Linked DNA regions of Xenopus laevis: region 1 is linked to region 2. Evidence: chromatin contacts called from public Hi-C data. All regions are on one chromosome and are shown on one strand. Each heading gives the region's core, a stretch centred on a gene start, on an enhancer-like site or on the middle of the called end of the contact. The rest is flanking DNA. Distances are from core to core; before and after follow the strand shown.

Region 1 (5,877 bases), core at 2,044-4,543, 64 kb before region 2:
CAGTATCTGCTGAATTCTCTGCTCTGCTGCTCCTAACTCCTAAAACAGTGTAGCTGAGTAACAGAGAAGAACTGGCTTCTGGTACATAGTTTCAAGAGTCAGAAATATAAGTGAGTGCAAGGAACAGAGAGACATACAAAAAATGCTGCTTTCAATGGTAGTTACATTTACAAAAAGCATTGAACATATTTTTAAAAATGTATATTAAATAGCTGCATTTTATTTCATTATGCAAAAAATTGTTTTGGGGTTAAGGTCCCCTTTAATATCTTTTTACATGTGAATGTGCTTTGTCATTGTGCAATATGCATGATACATGCATTCTAGAATCTAATAATAGAAGAAACAAACAACAAAAGTGGTGAGTAGTGACATAAGTACCTAAGGAAGCAAATCTTCTGCCTCAGAACACAATGTTCTCTTAACATAATTTCCGTGTCTAACACAATACCCACTATGTGAATATATGAGCTGCCACTGGATCTCGCTAGCTGGCAACAAGTAACACCTGTTGTTTTCACTGTACTGGTAAACTAGGAGAAATTTTAGAATCCCAGTATATACAAGTCCCTTACATCAGCTTCATTCTCATCACTTGCAGTCGAGTGTAAGGACTGAGGGCACATAAGCACAATGAACAAGGAGAGACCTGTTTACTATGGAAATCTGGCACCTGGTGCAGAACTCAGCATCAGAGGACCCAAAGTTGCTCACCACAAGCGGCGCCAGGCTGTTTCTAGGCTGATGTCAATAACAGGGGGCACAAGGTTGTATGGGGAATTTATCTATAGGCTTAAATAAGAACACACATACGTGCTGTTATATCAGGGGCAGATCATGAATTGGTTTCATAAGGGTCTCTTCACAGAGGAATGTTTTATTTATGTGGCAAATAATGAAAACACATATAGCAGTTCTCTAATTATCTTTATTATATTGCAAGCCTGTGACTATGAAGATTTTCATTCATCCAGGTCATGGTATCTCTAGTATAGGTAAATCTAAAAACAACTGGACTTGCTGAGTAATCAATGAAGACGTTTCACTAGTGATCCGAGCAGCTTCTTCAGTTCAACTTTTTTTTTTTTTTTTAGATTAACCTATACTAGATATTGCAAGCCTGTGTTTTCCTGCAGAAGCTCCTGCATATTGTGCCTATACCAATAAGCTATATGCCAAAAACTTTTTTTAAAATGTGCTATTCAGCCATCATATTTTCTGTTTGCTTGGCATATGAAAATAATATGCCATATGAAGCAAGCATTGCTGCTGACATTAAGGCAGGGGTTAATAAATGCATTGCAAGGACACCACTGGTACAGTAAACTTCTAAAATTCCCATGGCAGACCCACAGAAGGTAGCATATACAAATTCACAAGGCTCATTTATGCCATACCCTGCTGCCATGAGGCAAGTTAAGAATCTTGCCTAAAGTGGCCGTGCCCAGTGGATTACCACTGGGAGCAAAAAGCCACAAAAGTGGCATAAGAAAGATGGCACACACCCCTGAATTGCTCCTTACCATACCCTTCTTACAATACACCTTACAATTAAAGTGATACCAAAACAGGTGCCAGGCCAGCAGACACACTTTGATGGGGAAGCAGCCTAAGGAATAGTTATCTTGGAAGTTTTCATTTTAAATCAAAAAGGAGAGAAAATATCTGGGATAAAATGAGTTTAACAGTATAATGTTCCATTGCGTTGATATAGCTCCACTATCACATTGAAATGTAGAACTCAGTGTCATTAAGGAAGCTACAAAAAAAGCTGTTGAGGAGGATTCTAAAGCCATGGGTGTCGTCTGACGGCTAAAGTCCCATCATGCTTGTGTTTGAATCAGGGGGGGTTAATTGAAAAACATGGCGGTTATGAGAGCATGGACATTGCAGGAACAGATGTTATTCTGATTAGTCAAGCAGCTGATTTGTTTGTGCATTTCATTTGTCAGATCAGCACAATGTCAGGTTAACTTAGTGATTAAATAAACTAGATTCCTGGCTGGCCTGAAACACTCCAAGTAAACACAAAAAGGACTGTATTTGTGGAAAGTGAGTCAGTACAGCTTGATTTATGGGGGTAATTAGCCCTTTCTCTGTCACAGATCTCATAATCCAAGGCACACACATAATATTGCCAGCAACATAGACCAGGGCTGACTTCCAGACCCCTCTGGGGTACCATGACAAAACCTGTTGGGCCTAGGGTTGCCACCTCACCCCTTTAAAACCAAATCCAAAGCCTGCATGACTAAATATCAATTAATTTAGATGCATGGCTGCACATAATACATTCAGTCTGCAGCATACATCTATATGAATTGCTAATAAGCCATGCAGGCTGTGAATTTTGTATGTGTTCGGTTTTAAAGGGGTGAGGTGGCAACCTTAGTTGGGTCCCTTCAGCCTGGGCACATTTGCGAGTAATGGTGGAGCACAGAGTGCAGCAGGTCATAATCAGTGGCAGCAGTGGGGTGGTGATTTGGTAGAGTGGTGCAATAATCAGTGGGGGGGAGGGGGTTCTACAAAGGCAGCTCTTGCCTTGGGTTTACAAATGTGCCCCTGTTACCTCAATCTGATACTGTATTGGGGTCATCGATAGGAAACGTCATTGGAACCCAGTGTCTTGTAAGTCTGAGCTGTCAAATATCTTTCCATGTCCAAGGTACACTCCATATAAACCTGAAGTAGCACACAATACTAAAGGACTACAAACCTACACCACACAGCCCTATTTAATAATGGCACCAGGCCTGCACACAGCCCTCTGCCCAGCCACATCTCATGCTCCCTTGTCCCTTACATGACAGTGTTGGCAGCACTGCAGAAGCAAGATGAGCATTACATGTGGGTAGGAAGAAGGAAGAGGGCCCTATTGAGGGGGAGGAGCTATTTTTAAAAAGGGCTGTGGGGGTTTCATTCTTGTTTATTTCTATTAGATTTCCTTATGGCCGGGCTTTACAGACCCAGAAGTATATTGTGTATATTTTGACTGCTGGTCAGCTTGTGAGTGCAGTACAACGGGCGCCTATATGATGCGGTGTTGTGGAAGTACAGAAGCTGTACATGCTGGTGGTTAAACAATGCAGCTTTAGGAAAGGGGCTGGGCGTTAAAGACTCCACATGTGCTGTTTATATTGAGCCTGTGGAATGTTATTGAGCTGTTTTCTTGCTGAACTTCAAAAACAATCCAGAAGGGGGCTTTGCAGAATGAACTCACATGACTGCTAATAAACACTGAGCTGGAACAGCCTGAACTTTCACCTACTTAGCTTCCCCCTTGTCTCACATACTGTTCCTACTCAGTAGGGAGGGGAACATGAAGCCAAAATGTGCGGCTAACCTAACTACTTCCTGCCAAGGGGATAAGAGAGCAACTCAGACACACACATATTCTCTATTTAGAACGTTCTTTTTTCTTGACGGGGGTTTTAATATCTGACAATGGCAGAACTATTTTCCATTTTCGTAGAATAATATTTGTCTGCCCTTATCACAGTAATACTGAATGCTATGAGAGGGATTATATTTTATTATTTTTATTATTAACATGTATTTATATAGCACCAACGTATTACGTAGCACTGTAAAGTAAATGTGATTATACAACTACATCACATGAATTACATATATAGAATACAGTGGTGTGAAAAACTATTTGCCCCCTTCCTGATTTCTTATTCTTTTGCATGTTTGTCACACTTAAATGTTTCTGCTCATCAAAAACCGTTAACTATTAGTCAAAGATAACATAATTGAACACAAAATGCAGTTTTTAAATGAAGGTTTACGTTATTAAGGGAGAAAAAAAACTCCAAATCTACATGGGCCTGTGTGAAAAAGTGATTGCCCCCCTTGTTAAAAAATAACTTAACTCTGGTTTATCACACCTGAGTTCAATTTCAAAGGTAATAAAGCCATTTCTAAAGCTTTGGGACTCCAGCGAACCACAGTGAGAGCCATTATCCACAAATGGCAAAAACATGGAACAGTGGTGAACCTTCCCAGGAGTGGCCGGCCGACCAAAATTACCCCAAGAGCGTAGAGACAACTCATCCGAGAGGTCACAAAAGACCCCAGGACAACATCTAAAGAACTGCAGGCCTCACTTGCCTCAATTAAGGTCAGTGTTCACGACTCTACCATAAGAAAGAGACTGGGCAAAAACGGCCTGCATGGCAGATTTCCAAGGCGCAAACCACTTTTAAGCAAAAAGAACATTAAGGCTCGTCTCAATTTTGCTAAAAAAACATCTCAATGATTGCCAAGACTTTTGGGAAAATACCTTGTGGACCGACGAGACAAAAGTTGAACTTTTTGGAAGGTGCGCGTCCCGTTACATCTGGCGTAAAAGTAACACAGCATTTCAGAAAAAGAACATCATACCAACAGTAAAATATGGTGGTGGTAGTGTGATGGTCTGGGGTTGTTTTGCTGCTTCAGGACCTGGAAGACTTGCTGTGATAGATGGAACCATGAATTCTACTGTCTACCAAAAAATCCTGAAGGAGAATGTCCGGCCATCTGTTCGTCAACTCAAGCTGAAGCGATCTTGGGTGCTGCAGCAGGACAATGACCCAAAACACACCAGCAAATCCACCTCTGAATGGCTGAAGAAAAACAAAATGAAGACTTTGGAGTGGCCTAGTCAAAGTCCTGACCTGAATCCTATTGAGATGTTGTGGCATGACCTTAAAAAGGCGGTTCATGCTAGAAAACCCTCAAATAAAGCTGAATTACAACAATTCTGCAAAGATGAGTGGGCCAAAATTCCTCCAGAGCGCTGTAAAAGACTCGTTGCAAGTTATCGCAAACGCTTGATTGCAGTTATTGCTGCTAAGGGTGGCCCAACCAGTTATTAGGTTCAGGGGGCAATTACTTTTTCACACAGGTTTGGATTTCTTTTCTCCCTAAATAATAAATAATAAAAACCCTCATTTTTGTAAAAACTGCATTTTGTGTTTACTTGTGTTATCTTTGACTAATAGTTAAATGTGTTTGATGATCAGAAACATTTAAGTGTGACAAACATGCAAAAGAATAAGAAATCAGGAAGGGGGCAAATAGTTTTTCACACCACTGTATATGGAGTAACAAACATCACAATAAATACAGGTACAAAAGGTGAGGAAGGCCCTATGCATAGGCATACAGTCTAAAGGGAAGGGAGTAATACACAAGGTGTGGGAGTGGGCAAGATCGAATTAAGTGGGTGAGAAATGTGGTATTGTATGTGGTGTTGCGTTTGGTAGTTAAGCAGAGTGAGGGAAGGCTTCTCGAAAGAAGTGCGTTTTCAGAGATTTTTTGAAAGCAGAAAGGTTGGGAGAAAGTCGGACAGACTGTGGGAGAGAGTTCCAGAGGAGGGGTGCAGCCCTTGCAAAGTCTTGAATGCGAGCATGTGAGGAGGTAATGAGAGAAGAGTTGAGTAGCAGGTCAGTAGAGGAGCGTAGTAAGCAAGTGGGTGAGTATATAGAGATAAGTTCAGAGATGTAGGGTGGGGCAGAGTTATGAAGTGCTTTGAAAGTCAGTGTCATTAATTTGAATTTGATTCTGAAAGGTAACGGAAGCCAGTGCAGGGATTGACAGAATGGCGAGGCAGAGGAGGAGCGGTTGCTGAGGTGTATGAGCCTCGCAGCAGTGTTCATTATGGACTGGAGAGGTGACAGTCTCTGGAGGGGGAGGCCAATTAAAAGAGAGTTACAGTAGTCTAGACGCGATATGATGAGAGAGTGAATAAGAATTTTGGCAGCGTCTTGGGTGATAAATGATCGTATTTTGGATATGTTCCTTAGGTGGAAGTGACATGATTTAGTAAGTGACTGGATACGAGGAGTGAATGACAGGGCAGAATCTAGGATAACCCCAAGGCACCGGGCC
Region 2 (5,745 bases), core at 623-3,122:
GACTGGCTGCAGCACAGGTACAGGCTAAATAGATCACATAATAGAGAATAAAGAGGTTGAGCAAGTAGCGGAAAAGGAGAAACAGTTTGGAGAGTGGGCCCACAGTCTAAGGTTTTCTGGTGGGCACCTGGCATCCCAGTCCAACACTAGCAGCCACATATAGAATCCATATACTGCATGGCTGGTAAGAAATTCATTTAGACGTGTGCTGATTTACGTGCAGCCATGAAATAAAACAAGCATGATCATACTTCCCTTTACCAGGGGTCTCTCTTTAGACTTTTTGACTCAGATTTTCAGATTTTACTTTACTGAACATGCACAAATCTAAGTCTGTGCTAGGGATGCATGGGAAATGTAATTAAAACGGCAGCAGGTGCATTTTTCCTCAAATGGGCACTGGCCTGGGGAAAAAACATCACTTTTCACTAGACTACGGCGTAACTAGATATTACTGGGCCCCACAGCAAATTATTTTTCAGGCCTCCAAAATTTTTAGAGGTTGACCTGTTTTACCAATATTTATTGAAACTGTATATGAATTAGGGTCTCATGGAGCTTCTAGACCTCCTGGGCCCCCCTACAGTCGCAGGGTCTGCTTCCTCTATAGTTAAGCCCCTGCTGCGTGCCAATATGTTAATTACCAGCCCCAAGATTTGGGGCTTCCTTGTATTTTAAAAACCCTATTCGCTTGCACCATACATCTATGAAGCTTATTCATTAACCAACGAGCAGTTGGATTTTACTTTCATTCTCCTTTAGGGCTCTTACACACAGGCGTTTTTTCCTGCGCTCCCCTGCGTTGCGGTTTCTTCTGTTCAGCCACAGGGGAGCGCAGGAGTAGACGTACTAAATTATTGTCAAGGGGGCTGTACTCACACGGGACGCATGCAGGTCCAGATTTACATAGTGGGCGCCCCTAGGCCCACTACCGTTCGTCACCCCTGTTCACTCCAGGGGGACAGGAACAATGGGGATTGGCGCACGGAAAATTTAAAAAAATATTGTATCTCCAGCGCATCCCCAGTGTTTATGAACCAATGTGGGTGTGGTTGGGCAGCATGCTGCCCCCCCTAAATTCCTGCTGCCCTAGGCCCAGGTGGCCTTTCCACAAATCCTGGCCTGAGCACATGTATGTGCTGATCGCAGGTGAAATGCAACATGCTGCGTCCCATCTGTGTTTGGCGCTTACAAGCGTTTGAGTACAGCCCCCTTCACAATAATTGAGTGCGTCTACTCCTGCGCAGGATAACCGCCAATGTGTAAGAGCCCTGAAATGGACATGGTGCCGAGCAGACACTGTAATTGCAGTTTGACATTTCCTAGACCACAGGACAGGTTATAAATAATAAATAAAACCGTATCATTTCCGCAGCTGCCAGTATCGGAATTAATTAGAAAATTAGATGCATTCTGCATGGAATTCAATTCAGTCTGCAGCATGCATCCAAATGAATCAGTGATTAGGCAGGTGGGGTGTGGATTTCAATCATCTCATTTTAAAGGACAGATTAGGCAACTCTCATTGGGGGTATGCTGTGTGTTATACATGTAGCCAGTATTTTACCATCCTAGTCACCAGCTGAATCTTCCCCAGCCCTGTACAGAATTTCAGCTCTTTCTGGATAACAGGTTTCTGGATTATAGATCCCATACCCGCACGCCAACAAAATGCAATCTTGAAACACAAGAACGTTCTGTGCCGTCCAAAACATCACTATAAATGTCTGTTTTCTTACTCTCTCCTTTGAGCCTGAGGCAGCCCATTACTGTCCCAGTCCCTCCCACTCGCAGCCAACAAGAGCCCCGCCCCCATTCCCTGCTGCCCAAGTTCAGCTGCTCGGACTGAGTAAAGTGTCTCCAGGCTGATTGTGCGTCGGTGCAGTCAGTGCGCTGTAACCATGGGGAAACTGCTCAAAGTCACGCTCATTGGCATCCTGCTGGCCTTTATAGGGGAGAGGATCGTGCAGTTTTGGTAGGTTTTCTCTTTGGCACTTAACTTACAAACTGTATGGCAGCAGGTTCTTGCACTTCCCCTGCTGTATGTGATGCTCATAACTGCGCCCCTGCTATTTATTATCGCTAACCTTTGGAGTCAGGAACGTTGTGTTAGTAAAAAGATTGTGTTCTGGGTCAGGCAGGAGCTGTCCTCTGCAACTGCTTATTATGAACTGCAACTCACAGCCAAATCAGTTGTAGGGAACTGGCTTTATGAGTGTTGTAGTTCAGGATTACAGAGCAGTGACAGGTCAGGCATTAACTGTCTATAGGAAGAAGCATTGACTATGAGCAAATAAAGCAGCACCAGCAACATTCCCCAGGCAGGGTCCCTCTTACACCCTAGTGCAACTAGTTTTGTCTTTACTAGCCGGGGCTGCTGGGCATGGGAAGTATAACAATGGCTACTGAGGGCTGGGAGCTGGCAGTGTTATTTGTAATTAATGTGTAAATCTCATGGTGGAAAGGAATGTGAGGGAAAGATCAGTCCAGTACAGATGGTTGCCGGCCAAAAGGCAGTATATGGGCAAGATTCCCATTGTGGCTTAGCAAACAGTACTGGATCCCAGAAATGGAATAGAGGCGGGGGAAGCAGTTACACCAACAAACAGGATTTCCGTGTCCCATGGAATTTCGCCCCCCACTTAACAGATTAGAATGGAACGAAGTCCTCATGGGAATTATGCTTGGATCGACTTTGTACAGAGAACTGGGCCCTAGAAACAAGGCAATGTATTTATCATATCCATTTAAATGTAAAGTCCCAGTATAACTCTGTTTTATCATACACCGTTTTCTCTCGCTTTAGTGGAAACCTGTTATTTTTGCCAGCTGTCAGATTATATCATCTTCTTGGTATTTTCTCAGTGTGGGGGTCACAATAACTTGCTTGATATCTGATAAATCAGAGAGGAACAAAGATAGTTCTAGCTGTGCCTTTCTGAACTCCCCCCAAATTCCTTTTGGGCTGCTACTTGTCGTCCATGAAAATTCTTCCTTCTCAGTGTGGTCAAGGCTCACACCCACATTGTACACACATAAAAAAAGGCACCCATGGCTAGGAGCATATGTTAAAGCAAAGATGGCATAGCACAGTTGGCTTCACACTCTTGCTTGAATTTATTAATTCTGTTTTCAACACAAAAAAAATACTAGCACACCCTTTTCTTTCCAAACTAGCATAGGAATGGCTCTCCAACAAAAAAAATCACCAGCACACAAGGCAACTGCCAGCAGAGTGAAACCTTAACAAGTGCAACATTTTGGGGATAAAGGGGCTTGTCCACAAAACATTGCACTTGACACTAATCAAGGGATGTGTTCCTCTTTCAACTGCATGGGCCACCTGCTTGCATCTAGGTTCTCTGGCTGTATAGCTCTTCCAGTTTTTAATGCAAGATGCACTTGATTTTCTGTGAGTCTTTGTAGTTCAGTTCAGTAGCCAGAGGCTTTTTATGTTAAAACTGACTCCTCTAAACCAGCGGCCCCCAACCGCCGGGCCGCGGCGTGGACAGTCCTGAAGTGGTTATAGACACAAATATAGTTACCAGCTTGCACACCCTGGCTCTCCAAATCGTGTATTGCCCAGTGCCCGGCCGAGAGGGCTTCGGAAACCCACAAAATTCCAGAACGAATAATTCCACCGGCACACAGGTCTTTAGTTGCAAGCAGGGATAACCCTTGCTAAATTTTTATTACATTAAATTTTTATTCATGCTTGACAAAGGGGATCACCCCGAAACGTTGCATCACGCAAATAAAAATTTAGCAAGGGTTATCCCTGCTTGCAACTAAAGACCTGTGTGCCGGTGGAATTATTCGTTCAGTCCTGAAGTGGGCCGCCGATCAATTAACGTGGCACGCCGAAATGGACGCCGGCTTGCCCAAATTGGCCGCCAGCGTGCCGAATTGAAAGCCGACCCCCTCACCAACCCCTCCCGACTCCCCCCAGTCCTTGCAACAAAAATTTGGATCTTTGGTCCCCAGGCCAAAAAAAGTTGGGGAACCCTGCTCTAAACAAATGGCAGGATTGATTTCCAGAAAAAAGTTACTTTGTGCAGCTCAGTTTTTTTATCTTTAAAAAAAAGTGTTTTAGAAAACACTTTTGGGGTTATGTAATAAAAGGCACTAAGTTTGCCGAAGGGCAGTAGCCCATAACAACCAATCAGCAGGTAGAATTTACTGGACACCTGTTTAAATACAAGTATCCTATTGGTTGATGGGTCACAGCCATGCCCATCTCCTTTTCTGTTCTTGCTGGTGTGTTTTGGGACAAATTAGCAACTCTAGTTCTGGCATAAAGATAGAATTACAGTCTTTCCATGACCCACACAGTGCAGATCAATAGACTCTCACTATGGAAGGTGCTATTGTCATCTCATGACAGTCATTCTGATTTTTAATCAGATATTGTATACAGTTGAATGGTATTGGCTGAGACCAGCAGCTCAGCACTAGAATACAGCGCTGACTACATTATTGTTCTTTTGGGTGAGGGACAGGAGTAGGGATGTCGCGGACTGTTCGCCCGCGAACTAATTCGCGCGAACATCGGCCGTTTGCGAACGTCGCGCGACGTTGCCAATTTGGGTTCGCCTTAGCTGGCGCTTATTTTTGCCCTCTCACCCCAGACCAGCAGATACATGGCAGCCAATCAGGAAGCTCTCCCTCCTGGACCACCCCCACACCCCCTGGACCACTCCCCTTCCATATATAAACTGAAGCCCTGCAGCGTTTTTTCATTCTGCCTGTGTGTGCTTGGAAGAGCTAGTGTAGGGAGAGAGCTGTTTAGTGATTTGAGGGACAGTTGATAGTAACTTTGCTGGCTAGTAATCTACTTGATACTGCTCTGTATTGTAGGGACAGAACTCTGCAGGGATTTGAGGGACATTTTAGGTTAGGTAGCATTGCTGACTAGTAATCTACCTTCTACTGCAGTGCTCTGTATGTAGCTGCTGTGGGCACTGCTTCTGATCTCATCTGCTGACTGCTGCCTGTAACCCAATAGTCCTTGTAAGGACTGCTTTTATTTTCTTTTTTGTTTTTTTACTTTGCTACTATAAGAGCCCAGTGCTATTAGTCTAGCTGTGTTGGGGAGTGGGACTGGTGTGCTGCTCCTCCTAGTAGTTCACCACTACCAGCACCAACCAGAGTCAAAATTGTTACAAAGTATCTTATTTGCACCTGTTAGCTGTTCTGAGCTCTCTGCCAAAAGCCAATTAAGTTAGAAACTGTTTTTTTTCTGGCTGTTCAGTGCAGAGAAAAGAGGGACTTTCCAGTACAAAAGAGGGACAGGGGGTTGAGTGGTCAAAAGAGGGACAGTTGGGAGGTATGCAAGTGCCACCTAGCTGTGTGAGCTTTTTCACATTCTGTCTAAATAACAATAATAATTCCGTGTCCGTAAACATCACCTGAGTGATGTTTTTACAGCAGCAATAATATATTCCGTATCCACTACTGTATACGTTGCCCTTGCAGGCATTGTTTGCCCAGTCTTTAACCAAGTGCCACCTAGCTGTGTGAGCTTTTTCACATTCCGTGTCCAGAAACATCACCTGAGTGACGTAGTGTGATTTCTGCCCTTTACAGCACAAAACGCAGCGCTGTGTCAACAATGTATTTTTCAGATACATTTTTGCCCTTGATCCCCCTCTGGCATGCCACTGTCCAGGCCGTTGCACCCTTTAAACAACTTTAAAATCATTTTTCTGGCCAGAAATGTCTTTTCTAGCTTTTAAAATTCGCCTT

The links. Hi-C and Micro-C count contacts between places; a contact is called where the count stands out from the background.
Region 1: a contact with region 2 is called in a Hi-C map of the XL177 cell line, with 5 times the contacts expected there. The contact joins the enhancer-like site here to the promoter of pon2.L in region 2. A contact is called at or near these places in 2 of 4 Hi-C or Micro-C datasets (the XL177 cell line and the XTC cell line).

What each region holds. Positions count from the first base shown.
Region 1 is chr6L:33,184,532-33,190,408 of Xenopus_laevis_v10.1, reverse strand. No RefSeq gene overlaps it. Among protein-coding and RNA genes, the nearest start is that of LOC108718845, 13 kb to the left of the region's middle. Within about 2 kb of position 3,293, at least 3 of the 7 cell types and tissues checked have an H3K27ac peak or open chromatin away from gene starts, as enhancers often do.
Region 2 is chr6L:33,118,859-33,124,603 of Xenopus_laevis_v10.1, reverse strand. It overlaps pon2.L (paraoxonase 2 L homeolog), which reads left to right and starts at 1,872. Exons shown (of 9, transcript NM_001087180.1): 1 at 1,872-1,975. The coding sequence starts at 1,902.